5 separate regions of the Mus musculus genome follow, and all the other regions are linked to region 1. Evidence: chromatin contacts called from public Hi-C, HiChIP or PLAC-seq and promoter capture Hi-C data. All regions are on one chromosome and are shown on one strand. The core of a region is the stretch at or near the end of the contact, and the rest is flanking DNA. Distances in the headings are between cores, read along the strand shown. Region 1 holds the start of Slco4a1 (solute carrier organic anion transporter family, member 4a1). Region 2 holds the start of Osbpl2 (oxysterol binding protein-like 2). Region 3 holds the start of Bhlhe23 (basic helix-loop-helix family, member e23). Region 4 holds the start of Mtg2 (mitochondrial ribosome associated GTPase 2). Region 5 holds the start of Psma7 (proteasome subunit alpha 7).

Evidence for each region. Promoter capture Hi-C pulls out the DNA fragments that hold promoters and counts their contacts. A called contact is a pair of places that touch in the nucleus more often than the background predicts. HiChIP or PLAC-seq counts read pairs in DNA pulled down with a chosen protein or histone mark.
Region 2: a Hi-C map of CD8 T cells shows a contact between it and region 1, with 6 times the contacts expected there. The contact joins the promoter of Osbpl2 here to the promoter of Slco4a1 in region 1. A contact is called at or near these places in 4 of 484 Hi-C or Micro-C datasets (CD4 T cells, CD8 T cells and embryonic stem cells), 1 of 115 datasets of contacts at active chromatin or transcription factors (pancreatic cancer cells) and 2 of 9 other capture datasets (adipose tissue and liver).
Region 3: an H3K4me3 HiChIP or PLAC-seq map of embryonic stem cells shows a contact between it and region 1, with 5 times the contacts expected there. The contact joins the promoter of Bhlhe23 here to the promoter of Slco4a1 in region 1. A contact is called at or near these places in 17 of 39 promoter capture datasets (the 3T3-L1 cell line, 3T3-L1-derived adipocytes, the HPC-7 cell line and 10 more), 18 of 484 Hi-C or Micro-C datasets (the G1E-ER4 cell line, cerebellar granule neurons, cerebral cortex and 7 more), 16 of 115 datasets of contacts at active chromatin or transcription factors (differentiating embryonic stem cells, embryonic basal ganglia, embryonic hindbrain and 8 more) and 1 of 9 other capture datasets (adipose tissue).
Region 4: a contact with region 1 is called in an HNF4G HiChIP or PLAC-seq map of pancreatic cancer cells. The contact joins the promoter of Mtg2 here to the promoter of Slco4a1 in region 1. A contact is called at or near these places in 1 of 39 promoter capture datasets (stem cell-derived epiblast-like cells) and 1 of 115 datasets of contacts at active chromatin or transcription factors (pancreatic cancer cells).
Region 5: a contact with region 1 is called in a promoter capture Hi-C map of pre-B cells, with 2.4 times the contacts expected there. The contact joins the promoter of Psma7 here to the promoter of Slco4a1 in region 1. A contact is called at or near these places in 2 of 39 promoter capture datasets (the C10 cell line and pre-B cells), 1 of 484 Hi-C or Micro-C datasets (embryonic stem cells) and 3 of 115 datasets of contacts at active chromatin or transcription factors (effector CD8 T cells, embryonic stem cells and pancreatic cancer cells).

What each region holds. Positions count from the first base shown.
Region 1 is chr2:180,454,760-180,457,626 of GRCm38.p6, forward strand. It overlaps Slco4a1 (solute carrier organic anion transporter family, member 4a1), which reads left to right and starts at 1,486. Exons shown (of 12, transcript NM_001355218.1): 1 at 1,486-1,614.
Region 2 is chr2:180,118,036-180,120,802 of GRCm38.p6, forward strand. Osbpl2 (oxysterol binding protein-like 2) reads left to right here and starts at 1,271. Exons shown (of 14, transcript NM_144500.4): 1 at 1,271-1,434.
Region 3 is chr2:180,775,483-180,778,253 of GRCm38.p6, forward strand. It overlaps Bhlhe23 (basic helix-loop-helix family, member e23), which reads right to left and starts at 1,418. Exons shown (of 1, transcript NM_080641.5): 1 at 1-1,418. The coding sequence starts at 1,261. The coding sequence ends at 590.
Region 4 is chr2:180,069,201-180,071,900 of GRCm38.p6, forward strand. Mtg2 (mitochondrial ribosome associated GTPase 2) reads left to right here and starts at 1,393. Exons shown (of 10, transcript NM_181424.3): 1 at 1,393-1,415; 2 at 2,594-2,686. It overlaps Ss18l1 (SS18, nBAF chromatin remodeling complex subunit like 1), which reads left to right. Exons shown (of 11, transcript NM_178750.5): 11 at 1-1,001.
Region 5 is chr2:180,041,186-180,043,885 of GRCm38.p6, forward strand. Psma7 (proteasome subunit alpha 7) reads right to left here and starts at 1,279. Exons shown (of 7, transcript NM_011969.2): 1 at 1,093-1,279. The coding sequence starts at 1,188. It overlaps Ss18l1 (SS18, nBAF chromatin remodeling complex subunit like 1), which reads left to right and starts at 1,298. Exons shown (of 11, transcript NM_178750.5): 1 at 1,298-1,683. The coding sequence starts at 1,615.

The sequences.
Region 1 (2,867 bases), core at 236-2,735:
GCAGTGGAAGTGAAGCTCAGCTTTTTTTGGAGCAGAGACTCACATGTTGACAAGTAGACCCTAGACCCTGAAGTCATCACCAGAGGTTCCCAGGATAGAACATGAGTAGGTTCCGGCCACACCCACTCCGGGAAGACATGCTGATAAATAACAAGTCAGGCTGGAAGAACTAAGCTCAGCAGCCAGTCTCTTCTCTAGACATAAAGGAAGAGCCCTGCCTTAGCTCCCGAGGCTGCATGGAGGGTCTGTCCCCAGGCACCCTGTGACTAGTGATGTCCTCATGAGCTGACAGCAGGGTCCACACTAACTTTACTTTTGTGTAGCCCAAGCTGATCACAGACTCTGATTCCTTCTGCCTTTACTTCCCCTGTCCAGATTATAAACTCTGGATGCCTTGGAGAGTTGGGGAAGGTTATTTTGTTTCTATTGTTTTGCTTTGGTTGTTGTTCTTGGTTTTGTTTTGTTTTATTTTTATTTTTAAATCCAGACAGGATTTTATTAGGTAGCCCAGTGTGGCTCTCCCACTAAAGATTCTCCTGCATCAGCCCCATGTATGTATAGGATTATCGGTGAACATCGCCACACCTGGCTCACATGTATTTTCAATTAAATGTAATACACCCCAAAGGGAGACATATATGGAGAGTTTCTGCCATCGGCTGTTGATTGTCAGTGGTATGATGTTAATGGCTAGTGGCTGTCGGCTGTTACTTGGCTAAATTCAGACCAGCTACTGTTTTCCATTTCCTTCAGTGATGTGTTGGAATCATAAAATTAAAAAAAAAAAGAAAAATAAAAAATAAAAAAGGTTGTTTGCTTGATTTTCTGAGACTGGGTTTCTTTTGTAGCCCAGGCTGGCCTAGAACTATGAAAGTGGGACCCTTCTTCTGCCCCAGCCTTCCGAATACCCACAGGCTTACAAGCAGTAGCCATCACACTCGTATGGCTAATTATCTTAGTTTTACAGATGCGAAAACTGGCCCAGAGGGGTTCAGAAATATGTTCAAGGTCGCACAGCAGAGAACGCCTCAATTTGAAGGTGACTGGTATATTCTCTCTCCATCTCAGGTCAAGAGTACCCGGAACTGGAACCCTGTGGGCTCCTCCGGTGAGGGTGTGGTTTGGCCCAGCGCCCCGTTGCACTGAACTCACTGGTTGACCTGAGCAGAGAGTGGAGAGATCCCTTTGCCGGGCTGGAGCTGTACCCCACGCCTGAGGGGATCGCTACTCGCGCCCTCCAACGCCTCGGTTCCACGCTTGAGCAGGTGGCATCTACGACGCAGTGAGACTTGAGCCATATTTTCCTAGCCTGCAACCTCCAGAGTGTCCCCCAACAGAAAGAAATCACCGCGTGCAAAGCACTAGCTAAGTCCCGCTCTCTGTGCTGTCCCTGACCCGCCCAAGTTCCGCCCCTCCGCTCGGCCCCGCCCCGGCGCGCCCTCGCTACTGTCACCTCTGGCCCCGGCCCGCCCGAGCCTCGCTGCCATTGGTGGCGGTGGTGAGGCCACTACCCCCATCCCTGCGGGAGCGGCTTGGGCGATGAATGAAGCGGGAGTGGGCTGCGCGCGTAGTCCAGAGCGCAGGGCGCAGCGCGGCAGCCGGGTTCGTGGGAAGGTGAGTGCTCTGGGATCTGGACTGCTTTGAGGTCTCGGACCAGGATGGGGACAGGGTCTGGCTCCGTACTAGATGCCTCCTAGGTATGCCAGACTCCGACCTGCTGACGTCAGGAGCGCGGCAGGTGTTTGCGGAGGCTGGACTAAAGCGCGGCGGAGCCCCGGGTGCGTTGTCTGAAGACACATCCCGGGGAACCAATGCGGGGACAGAGTGGGCTCAAGGGAGCCGGATGCAGAATTCACCCCTTCTCACTGCACATGAGGGAAGCTGCAAGTCTGCAGTGGGGTGGGGGAAGGCAGAGCCGCTGCGCTAGAGCGAGAGGGAAGATGGGAGTGGACTTGGGGCGCAGGAAAGCGTGAGGGGGGGGGGGGGACCGCTAGAGCTGTCGGCCCAGGTTAAAGGTTTGCTAGTATACGCAGGTGCGAGCCTCTGCGGGTCTGTTCAGCGACAGATCCAGTGGCTGTGGTGGTTGTTGCTAAGACCGAGGGAAACGTGGAGCACGGAAGTTGCTCACTAGTGGCGGGCTTTGTCCCTACGAGGAGCGCGGATGCCCGGGTCCCTGAGGCCCGGTACCTTCACGCAGCTCTCCGATGCCCCCGGACGCGTGTGTACGCCAACGAGAGTTCGGGTCGCTTTGCTGCCTGATTGGCACGCTTAGCTCCAAACCCGGGAACTCAAGGCAGGGTACCTCCTTCACAGGAGAGGTGAGCATCTGTAGGAAAAATGAGATAGAGACACATAGTCGCACCTTATAGCTTGGGGCCCCAGGCGCAGTGGCTTGAGTTTAGCGTGATGAGGATTGCTGGCCTCCCCCAGACATGGCCTTGGGGTGTTTCTGTCCCAAGGTGTTGAAACTGCCCATTTGTGATGGAACTATCCCAACTTCAGGGCAGTGTTTTTTGTTTGTTTGTTTGTTTTGTTTTGTTTTGTTTTGTAGTTTAGTAAACCAAGGTAGCTGTCTAGTCAGCTGTTGTTAAAGCAGCTTGGGGCAGGTGGACGGCAGGGAAGAGAACACCTGGTGTTTAGCCGAATTATTTATAAATCTTAGCTGTGGTAATGGGGACAGCAGGCGCTGTTTGCTGAGCCTGGCATTTGCTGGCTTGGAGAGGGCTTTGGATAAGAGCAGTCCCAGGCAGCATTTTAAAGTCCCCTTGCACAGAGGAGCAGCCTGGGGCACCGGGATGTTTGGCTTGCCTAGAAATGACACAGGGGAGACCGGAGGTTTGTATCATTTGCCAGCCATTCTCTCTTCA
Region 2 (2,767 bases), core at 21-2,520, 340 kb before region 1:
GCAGGGGGCTCTTTTCCAGTCCCAGCACGTCTCTCCTGCGCCAGTGAGAAGGGGCCACCAGAAAGCCAGGCTGTCCCTGGGGTGGGAGCTAGAGAGGCAGACAGGGTCTGCTGGGCCACTCCGTGTTTGCAGAGGACTTGAGTATCTGCAGAGTGGGCCACAGAGGCGGGGGGGGGGGGGGACGGGACACGACACGGACCTGTGTGTGAGTGTGAGCACCACCTTACTGGAGGAAGAAGTGTGGCCTTGGAGAAGAATCCTTCATTATGTGCTGAAGAAGGTTCATGGGGGGCATTTAGAACCCCTTTGCTAAAGCCTCAGACTGGCTTAGCAAAAAACCCAAGTAATTACTCAAGTAACTGGAAAGCCTTGGACTGATGTCAGGTGCAGCTGGCCCTGGATGACCTGGGGGACTTGGTTCCTCCTTGGTTTCCTGCTTTCAAACGACCTATAGCGGCCCTCACCTCACTTGCTTCTGGGTAGGTTTGTGAAAGACAAGAGACATCTAACTTGCTTCCCTCAGGTTTGACACTGAGCTGAACCTCCTGGCTAGGATCGGACCACAAGTCCCATACCTTTGCAATTCCTGTGCCCTGCAAAGTCCTATGCAAGTCAGTAGCCATCTTGATTCATGTCACTTCACCTTTCTCAAACCAGACCCCACATTCCAATGTGATGAGGAGGCTGGGGAACCCTGGCTACAGAGAAAACTGAGTGTTCAGAGAGGTCAGATAGCTTTTCTGAGGCCAAACAGGCTGCAGGCGTGTCCCCAGAGATTCTGAGTTTAACCAGGAGCCACTGCAGACCACAGGGCGCCTAAGGGTGTTAAACAGGATGAACCGGCCAGGGAGGCCACTGGAGGGGTAAACTGGCCCCAGGGTATGTTAAGTCACGATTGGCGCGCAAAGGCCGGCGGCCACATTTGCCATTTGTTCATACCCCAGCAACCGTGAGAAGCGTCTGCGGGGTCGGGAGCCAAAGGGTGGGTCTAGCCCAGCGCCAGCCTGGGATCGTTCACGCCCAGCCACCTGACTCACTGTTTGTAAACTAGCCTCTCCCAAGGTCACTCCCCTTCCTCCTGCCTCCCCTTCCTTCTAGCTCCAGTATCTGCATAAACCCACCTTCTCCAAGGGGTGATTGGCTGGGCGCGCCGCCACTCCCCCGTGTGAGCCGGATTATGATAGGGCCGAGGGAGAAGCTGTCCGGAGAACGTGATCGGCATGGTTCCGCCCCCGGCGCGGCCTGCGGGCCGAGCGTTGATTGGCCAGGCGGCGGCTGACGGACGGCGCGGGGCGCGGCGAGCGGCGAGCAGCACGGCGGGCTGTAGGTCGGAGAGGCGCGGGCCGCACTTCCGCTTGGGTGTCAGAGGGTTGCCGGCTGCGGTCGGGGGCGGGGCGGCCGTGGGGTCGGCGACTCCGCGGGGACCGCGTTCGGGTGAGTGGGCTGCAGCGGGGCGGGCGCGCGGGGACGGGTCTCGGGGAGGCCCATTTGCCACCTAGGCCGCGGCTGGGCTCGGGCTGGAGAGTCGCGGCGCTAGGCCGCCGGGAGTGTGGACGACCGCGGGAGGGACGGGGCCCCGTGGGGCTCCAGCGAGGTCCGCGGTCGCACGCGAGGGACTCCGGCGTTCTCCCTTTGCTGGGCGAGCCGCGCATCCCCTCGGGGCGCGCGGGGAACTTGGTGCCCGCGTGGCCTCAGGTCCGAGGGCCTATGTCTCCACAGCAGAGTCGGAGCGCGCCTTCAGACCTGCACCAGCGAGGCAGCCAGGGCTGTCCGCGCTGAGTGCGGTTGGTGGGCCCCGCGTGGAGGCGGAGGCACCGGCGGCGGCGCTCTGTCCCCCTTGCTCCTCCGAGACGCTGCGGCCGAGTGGGGCGCCTCAGTCTTGAGAGTTGGACAAGCTTTTGAGTTATGTTCTTGTGGGTCGGCCTTTGCACATCTGGATCAGTGGTTCTGTGGGGCTCTGCACACACTCGGAGGAGGCCTTCGTGTAGGCTAGGCTCCATATTGTCAGAGATGTTGATGGGACAGCTCCTGAGTGGGAGCCTCAGGGATGGGGAACTGCTGACCCTTTCTGCAGAGAGCCTGGACCCTGCTAACTGTCACCTGTCATCTCTCCCACCTTCACTTCTTGCTTGTGGCATGTGACATCTGGTGTACCAGTAAGAGATACATATGGGTCAGTCGTCTGCAGTGGGCTCTGACAAGCAACAGGTGCTCCAAAGTGTTAGTTCACTGATGTGAGTAAGGAAACAGGAACATTTGAGTGGACACATTGTCCGTCGCCTCCCATTGCCTCTGATGGTGCCAACTAAAGGGTGACAATGAGGAAATGGGTGGCTGCATGTCCTCCATAGAATCTACCTTCCTGTTTGCCCCAGGTACTGTCTGGTAATAACAACTCTTATCTCAGGGGACGCTAATTTTGAGCAATTATTTGCTCTAGATCATTAGAAGCATGAGTCTTACAGCAGTCACTAACATTACCTTTATTCCCAAGGAAAAGAGAGCTCAAGTAGCTTACTTCAGAGCACCTAGTAGCAAATTAAGTAACAAAGGTACCGAAACCCAGACTTCCTTTTTCTCTCTCTCTTTTTTTTTTTTTTTTTTTTTTTGTTGTTGGTAAGGATGAGCATGGCCTTATGCCCGTTGAGATAAGAAAGCAGCCTCTTTATCCCCAGCTTTACTTTTTGATATTGTAATATAATTACATCATTTCCTCCAATCCCCTAGTAGTTCCTCTGCTCTCTTCTGTGGCCTCTACTTTTTGGAT
Region 3 (2,771 bases), core at 168-2,667, 320 kb after region 1:
CAGACTTTTGAGGCTGGCTTGAATTTCCTGAGCCTCTGGGCAGGCAAGAATGTTAACAGAACAAGCTCAGACTTGGAAAACGTTGTAAAGCTCACCTCCTGGGATCTTCCTGCGTCTGCCTCCACGACCTCTCCAAAGGACCTCGGCGTAATTTTGCTTTTAGGCCGGGTCTGGAGTCTTGGAGCCAACAGAGGCCCGAGGTGAGGGGCCGCACCCGTCCTGAGGAACAGGTCTAGTTGAAGCAAGCAAGGCCCTGCAAGTTGGCTTAGAAGGGGCTGGGTTCCCCATCCAACGCTAGGATGTGGTCAAGCGCGATGCTCTGTGCCTGCGCTCCTGAGCCTTGGGCAGTCACCTGTCAGATGTGGGACCATTCACTAACTGCTCACTCCCGTAGCCTTTTAGCTGAGATAGTTCAGTGGATGCGGCAGGGTCTAGAGTCCAGCGCCAACTCTCTGGCTTTCTCAGACGGACTTCTCATTCTGCACCCAACAGTTCTGTAAGCGGAGTACTGGGCTTTCTCATAGAGTCCCGCCAGCGAGGACAGGGAACAGTCTAAATAGAAAGGCGGCTGCAGAGGGGATCGGAGCCCTCAGGGCTTCTCGCCGCAGTGTTTGCAAAGCGCCGAGGGCGATCCTGAGAAGGTGGCACACTTGTCTGGGCAGGGCCCGAGCGCGGTGCCCGCCGAGAACGGGTAAATCGCTGCCTGGCCAAAGGGCGTTAGAGGCGCGGCGGCCACCGGCGCCGCGAGGCCCTGGCCTTGGTTGAGGTATGCTACCAAGCGCCGCATCTCCTCCAGGGCCTGCGCCTGCATGAGGATGTAGTTTTTGGCCAGCAGAAGTGTGGCTATCTTGGAGAGCTTGCGCACCGACGGGCTGTGCGCGTAGGGGATGACTGCGCGCAGTCCGTCCAGCGCGTCGTTCAGGTCATGCATGCGTCGCCGTTCGCGCGCGTTGATGCTGAGCCTCAGCGAGCGCTGCTCCCGGGGCCGCCGCCGTGCGTCAACCGCAACCCCGGACCCTCGCCGCCGCCGCCGCCTCTCGAAGGCTTCGTCCTCGTCGCCGCTCTGCTCGCCGCTGCTCTCCACCGTCGCGGCGGGGACACGAGAAGCGGGAGCCGCCGGGAGGTCGCCACCCGGACCCGATGCACCGAAGCCGCGTGTGGTCTCCGGTCCGCGCGCTGCAGCGTAGGCGTGGCCGGTCGCCGTGTAGCTGTGGCTCAGCGCCAGGTACGAGTCCCCCGACAGCGACTTGAGCTCGGCCATGACCTCTGGAGCCCGCTACGGCAGTATGGCTTCTTGCCCTGCGGGCGCGTCCACCTGTCCAGCTGTCTGTCAGTCCCCGGGCCTGCGCGTGGCCTCTCCGGCCGGCCACCCTTCCTGCGCCTTCTCACCAAGGCGCGTGGCCGGCCGGGGCCGCTCTACCTCCCACTCGTATTGGCTTCGTTTTTAAGCTGCTGAGGCTCCCGATGGGACTTCACGCCGTCCAATCAGAGGGGACCTGCTGCCGGCATCTTCCCAGCCCCGCTCCACCCTCTATGCGGACCCACGGGCCTGAAGATGGGAGCCGCGGAACCTGAGGGCGCTTTGCCTGCTTCTTGGCCCCTCAACTGCCATTTCTTGTTTCCTACGGGGTCACTTTCCCAAAGCTCCAGTCTTGCCTTGTTCTGAGACCCCATCCGCAGGAGCTGCGCGCTGAGCGGGAGCTCCCAGCTGGGTTCTCCTCCAGGTCTCCGTATCCTTGCGAGTTGAACCAAATCAAATCATCTTCCTGTAGGCGGCAGGTCGTCGGTCCCTTCTGTCTGTCGCCTCAACACAAAGTTCTCCTGACAGGTGTATTCCAGTGTGGCTCCCGCGTTTGGGATGAAACCTTTTGCTTAGGACAGACAGACGTTTCCCTCGACTTCTGAGGTGAAGGATTCCCAGTCTTGTCCTGGGGGGAAGAGTATGATGGATTTTCTGTTTTGGCTGGGGAGTGAGGGCTGAGCAGAGGTCGCTGTAGAAGTGTCCAGGTTCCTTCTTGTAAGTGAGGAACTGGGGTTGACTTCACCTGCCCAGGCTTCAGTCTCAGCCCAGACCCCTCCCCACACAACAGATAATCTAGAGCCTGGTGCTTCCTGTGCTCCGGCTGGTCCTGAGTGTCTGGTTCCTATGTTGTTACACACTCAGGAGCAGGGGCTGTGCTAGGGGCTGGCTCATCTTTCCTAGTATGGGAGCCACGAAGCCAAAGTCTCTGCCTTATTGGAGACTCAAACTCTCTGAGGTTAGGAAAGGCAGAGCAGGTTGAGTTTCTGGTACCACCTAGTGCTGAAGGCTCCCTTTCTACCTAAAGAACATGAGGAGCTGCAGGCTGCAGGCTGGCCCTTCATATTTGTCAACTAAAGCCCCAAACATGAAGGCTGCTGAGGGGCTTGGTGCTTTTTGAGAAGTCCTCCAAGGTATGAACTTGTTAGGGCTCTGTGGTTTCAGCAAGAGGTCGATTCTCTTCAATATGGTAAGAGATGGGGTCTCCCTGGCTTCCAACTCTGTTCTGAGTTTCACCAGAAAAAGAAATTATTCAGTTGTTGGGCACTCTCTAAGAGCGCATAGATGCTAGAGGCACACTTGTGAAGTGAGTGTCGGTGAGAGCCATGTGTTTTCTGGAAGGTTCCAGGAACTCTATGTCATCACCAGTATGCAAGAACACAGATACAAACACATATGTGCTTAAGGAACATCAGACTTTGCTCTGGGCCTGGAAAAGAAAGAAACCAGACAACATCTTCTTGACTGCCAG
Region 4 (2,700 bases), core at 143-2,642, 390 kb before region 1:
GCCTACAAGCTCACTTGGGGGCTAAATATCCCATTGAAAATGTCGAAACATTTTAAGTAACTGTGAAATGGTTTTTATTCCTTGCCAATCTGGGAATATGCCTTTTATGTATGCATACATGTGCAAGTGTGTACGTGTGTGTGTGTGTGTGTGTGTGTATGTATGTGTGTGTATGTGTGTATATATATGTGTGTATGTTAAAGTGCTGTATTAGTGTGTATGTGTGTGTGTATATGTAAAGTGCTGTGTTAGTGTGTGTTAATACTTTTTGAAAGAAAAGAACACTTAAAATATGTATCACCCCAAAAGTTCAATTTGAAATGTCTTACATTAAGAATTTCTTGAATGTTGTGTATATATTTTTAAAAGCACTTTGTGAAATAGTTTGTACATTTATTTCCTAATTTATACCTGATTTTGGTGTTAATATATTTAATGATTAATATTGTTTATTTAATGTTTTATTGATTTTTATGTAATTTTGTGGGGGAAAGTGATGCCAGTCTTTTTCATTGCCTGTATTATAGCTTTTCTTCTGTAACATGAATGTTTGAAAAGTCCTAGGCTGAAATGAACCCTTCGTGCAGGTGTGGTTGACTGTGTTTTGTTTTCAATGGTTCCTCCTACTGAAGGCCAGAAAAGATGCAAAGGGAGATTTGGAAATCGCTGCTCATTCTTCCTCCTGTTTCCCAGCATCCGTTCAATACTTGGTGAACTTGACCACTGAGGACTGGGGTTTTCAGATGTGCTGACCACTACGCGCTGCGCTTGTCAGGGGCTATGGGTGGATGGACATCTCTGCAGACTTAGCATATAGCACAGTGGGAGATGGGAGATGTCCGCAGAGGCACTGGGCAGACACAGGCCTGGCCCAGAAAGGAGGTGTTTTCCTTTCCTGTTGTACCTGTTCTCAGACGTGGGCTTCAGTGACTGAGTGTCCGTTCAAACTTGTAAAAAGAGGAAGACTTTCCATTTCCATTAAAACACTTTTTTAGCCATTACCTCATTTCTGTTTATTGAGCATGTTACGTCTGTCTTGTTATTTGTGAACGAAGTACAGTTTTTAAACACCCTATCATTTTCACCCTTGTTTGGTTGGTTGGTTAGACGGAGGCGCACTGTACAAACCTATGTGACTCTCAGACATTCCCGGCCTCTTTTTCCCGAGACTGGAATTAAAAGCGTGCGACCCGGCACCTGGCTTTTTCCTGGTTTTGTGAGACAGGATCACTGTGTGTCTCAGGCTGGGCAGGAATTCACGGCGATCCTTCTGCTCAGCTTCCTTGGTGCCCAGACTTTGGCTTTGGAGCCACAGAGACCACGGGATTCGGGGGGCGGTGCCTCGCCTTCCGGTTTGCTGCTGCACTGCGCGTGCGCGGCCAGAGCCCGACCCGGAACCAGTCGAGCGAGCGGAGGTGGGAGCTGTCGGGAGCGGGTGGGTGCGGGCGGCATTGCACGGGTGTGCGTTCTCCGGCGGCAGGCGGCGGGCGGGATGACTGGGCGGGATCTCTCTCTGTGTGCGGTGGCTCTAATGAGGAGAGCCCGTCCGGCCTGATCGCCGTAAAGTTGGTTTCTGAAAGACTCGCTCTCGCCTTAGCTTGAGCGTGATGGCGCACGCTTGTAAGCGCAGCTTCCCAGATGAGACAGGTGGATTTCTAGGAGTTCGAGGCCCGCCTAGGCCACATAGTGAGACCATGAACAGAAAACAATGGCAGAAACGTCCCCTTGCCCAGCTCTTTTGGAAAGCCTTTATGGATGCGCTACTAGGGTAGAGGCTCACCTGTTAAGATGCAGGCGCCGCAGTGTGTCGCCTAACTATGGGCAGTTGAGTCTTCCTGAGTCCCCGCCTCCGCGGCTTTGTAGAGGCATTCTTTTAAAGATGAGGTAAAGAAGCATTCTGCACACTAAGGATCGGTAGAGATGCGCCTGGGGTGCGAGCAAATGGCCTTGTTCCTACTCAGAAATCTAAAGGACCAGCATGGAACAGTTTCGGAGCTGTCGGGAGGTTTCCCTGCCTGCATGTGAACCAGTCTGGGACCTTGAGTGCTGGGTCGGGGATTGGGTGGGAGGTGGCAGCTGTCCCTCCAGTCAGTCTGTCCCACAAGGCCCCATAGGGCAGGCACCCAGACAGCAGCGTTGTTGAACGCGTGCTTTATTTTGTTTTTGAGACAGGCTCTCCCTTGCTGGCCTGGCACCCAGATGCCTGTCTGGCTTCCGGAGTGCATCTGCCACCGCACACAGCAGGAACACTTACCCCCACCCCCGTGAATGGCATATAATTAAGTAAAAACCATGTAATGTGAGTTGTCAGGTGACAAAATGATACTCCAGTTTCTAAATGTTTTCCACATGAAGAACGAAGTAGATCACAAACATATGTAATGAAGTGTAAAAGTATGTAGCAGAAACAGTAATGCCCGCGTGGGATTTAATATCCGGTAGCAAAGTGAAAATGGAATGCTTAGAATTAAGTTAGTTAACTGTGAATACTGTTAACCAATTGTGCTTAGCCTATAAAAGAATAACACTGAAGAAATGAAAACATTCCTCAAGAATGCTTTTTTTTTTCCCCCTTTCTCTTTTTTTAAGACAGGTTTGCATGTGTCTGGCTCCCTGGCTGGCCTTGAACTTGCTAAGTAGTAGAAGATGACCTTGAACTTCTGACCTTCCTACCTCCACCTCCTGAGTAAGTGGTGGCAT
Region 5 (2,700 bases), core at 29-2,528, 410 kb before region 1:
CTCACTGGCCTCACAGGTTTTTCTTTTGTTAGACGGTTTCTCACTAGCTGTATCTCTTGGGTTTGGAGTGATGGCTCAGCGGCTGCTCTTCCACAGGACCCCAGGTTCAATTCCCAGCACCCATATGGCAACTCTAGTTCCAGGGAATCTGACACTCTCACACAGATATATACATATAGACAAACGGCCAAACGCACATAAAAATAACTTTTAAAATAATAAATTAATAATGCACACACACAACCACAAAGAGTCTTTATAGTTTTAGAAGTCTTTAGGGTCTCTAGATTTAGAAGCCCAGGCTGGCTTTGTACTTGTGAGATTTTTCGAGCCTCAACCTTCTAAATGCCAGGATTATACAGGCCTGCACTTCCAAGCCCTGTCATTCCAGAGTTCTTGGGTGGATTGGGTCACCAAAAGCTTTGGGGTTTTAGTTTCAAGGAGATAAAATACCTGGGAAATGTAAGCGTTTCAAGACTCGGAACCACGTGTGTTCCGGAAGATCCGGTGACTCGGGAAAAACAAAAACCAAAACTAAAACTGTCTCACTGCTGGCGCTTACAGGTGTGGGGAGTCCTTTTCCAAACAGTGCTAAGGACTGAACAAAACTGGGGCGCGGTGAGAAGGGCCCACCGGAACCAGAACACGGCGTCGGTGGCGCATGCGGACCCGGAAGCAGCCTGTCACCATCGCAGGGCCGACGAATCGCCCTTTGTTCACAACGCCCACCTGGGCCTAGCTCGCAGATCCCCAAGTCCCCGCCGGCGCCGGCTACAGCCAGCCTCCCGCCGCCCGCGCGCACCTGCGGCCTCCGCCGTCCGCGCCGCGCGCACAGCACCAAGATGGCCCCGGCCCAGCCCCGGGGATGCGCTCGCCTAGATGCTCCGCAGTGGGGAAGCCAGAAAAAATCGCCCGGCTCTCCGGGAAGCGCGGCGCGGTCCCCGCGACCTGGTGCCCTTCCTACGTCGTCACCATTCAGCTCCCGTCACCTCCTGGTCCACCCGCCGCCAGCAGATAGCGCGGCCCCCGCGCCCAGGTCTGCGTGCCCCGCTTCCTTTTGCACCCCGTCGCTCAGGCCCCGGGCCGGCTCACCGCGGTGGAGCCCTTTTTGACCGCCTCCTGCGCGTACTCCACTTGGAAGAGGTGGCCGTCGGGCGAGAAGACGGTGATGGCGCGGTCGTAGCTCATCACTGCGGACGCACTAGCTCGGGCCGCCGCCGCTCAAAAGCGCACACTCACCGTCAGCGCCCCGCCCTCCCGGGCCACGCTGCTGGCGTCTGGCGTCAGGGGGACGTGCGGCACGGCGGGGCGGGGCAGGGCGGGCGGAACCACCGAAGCTCAGCACAGGGGGCGGTGTACCGGCTACCGGCTGGACGAAGAGCGCAGGCCGGGTGCAGGGGGCCTCCGCGCGGTATCCTGACCTGGGAGGCAGTCGCGTAAGGCGTGGGGACGCGGGGGACTCGAGCGCGCATTGGCGACAGGCAGGCGGGCGAGCCCACGGCACCGCGCCCCCCGTGTCCCCGCCCCCGCTCTGCGGAGAATGGGCACCTCGGGCCGCGGGGCGCAGCCGGAGAATAAACCCCAATGATCACGGGCTGAGTCCGCGCCACCACCATGTCCGTGGCCTTCGCGTCGGCGCGGCCGAGAGGCAAAGGGGAGGTCACTCAGCAGACCATCCAGAAGGTGGGCATGGCCGAGGGGGTACAGAGTGCGGGTGGGCGCGGGGCACGAACAAAGCCGGGGCACAGCCCGCCGCACGGAGCCCTGACGGCGGCTCCCCGCGCCCCCAGGAAAGCCTGCGCCAACTTTGCTGGAGGCACTGGCAGCGGGGGCCCGGCGGCCGCAGGGGGTGGGGACCCCGGAGCGCGTTGCGCGTTCTTCTCCCAGAGCGCCCCAGGCAGCAGACGCAACAGAGCGAGACGCCAGGGCCCGCGGCCCCTCCAGCCGGGGCGGGGGCTTGTCGCGCTCTGCTGACAGCCGTGGTAGCGACGGTCGCGCGCCTTTGCGCGATGCTTGGCGAGTGGAGAAGGGGGAGCAGGCAGCCTGGAGGCGCGCCGCTGCGGCGAGCTGGCCGCTCTTGTGAGGTACTGCGGTGCCCTGCACAAAGGAACGCATCCAAAGTGTGCGTGCCATTTCCAGAGCCCGCACCGCTGTCCAGAGCTTGCTGCACGCGGCGGACTTGAGGCTAGCGCAGCCCCGCCCCCGCTCGGGCCACTGGGTATCCGCGAGCCTCGCCTTCTGCACCCTGGCTTCAGACACCGCAGGTTTGTCCTGCAGTCTCTCAGTTTCATCCTTTAGTTTGGGCCAGTTTCTCAGAGAAGGCGTTTGCGTGGGTGTGTGGACGTCTTTAACAAAAGGAAGCTTTAAGTTTTGGCTTGGACACTTTAGCTTCTTACTGTTTGCCTTCGCGGTTCCAGGCATCTTTCTTACGCGATGGCTTTTCCTAATTCTGGTTCCTTTTACAGAATTCTTGAATTCTTTTGAGCCAGTTAGTTCCCAAAGGAAATTGGCCTCTCTACTCCCTCAGAGGCTTGTGGGGATTTTCTTCGCTTGTCGCCTGTTTCCCAGATCACCCTTGCTATCCTCCTTAGGAACATAATGGTTATCACTGTTGGCAAGTCCTAGTTAGCAGGGGAGATTATTGGAGGAAAGCAGAAATGCAGGTTTTATAGATCTTGCCACATTTAACTTTTTGCAGAA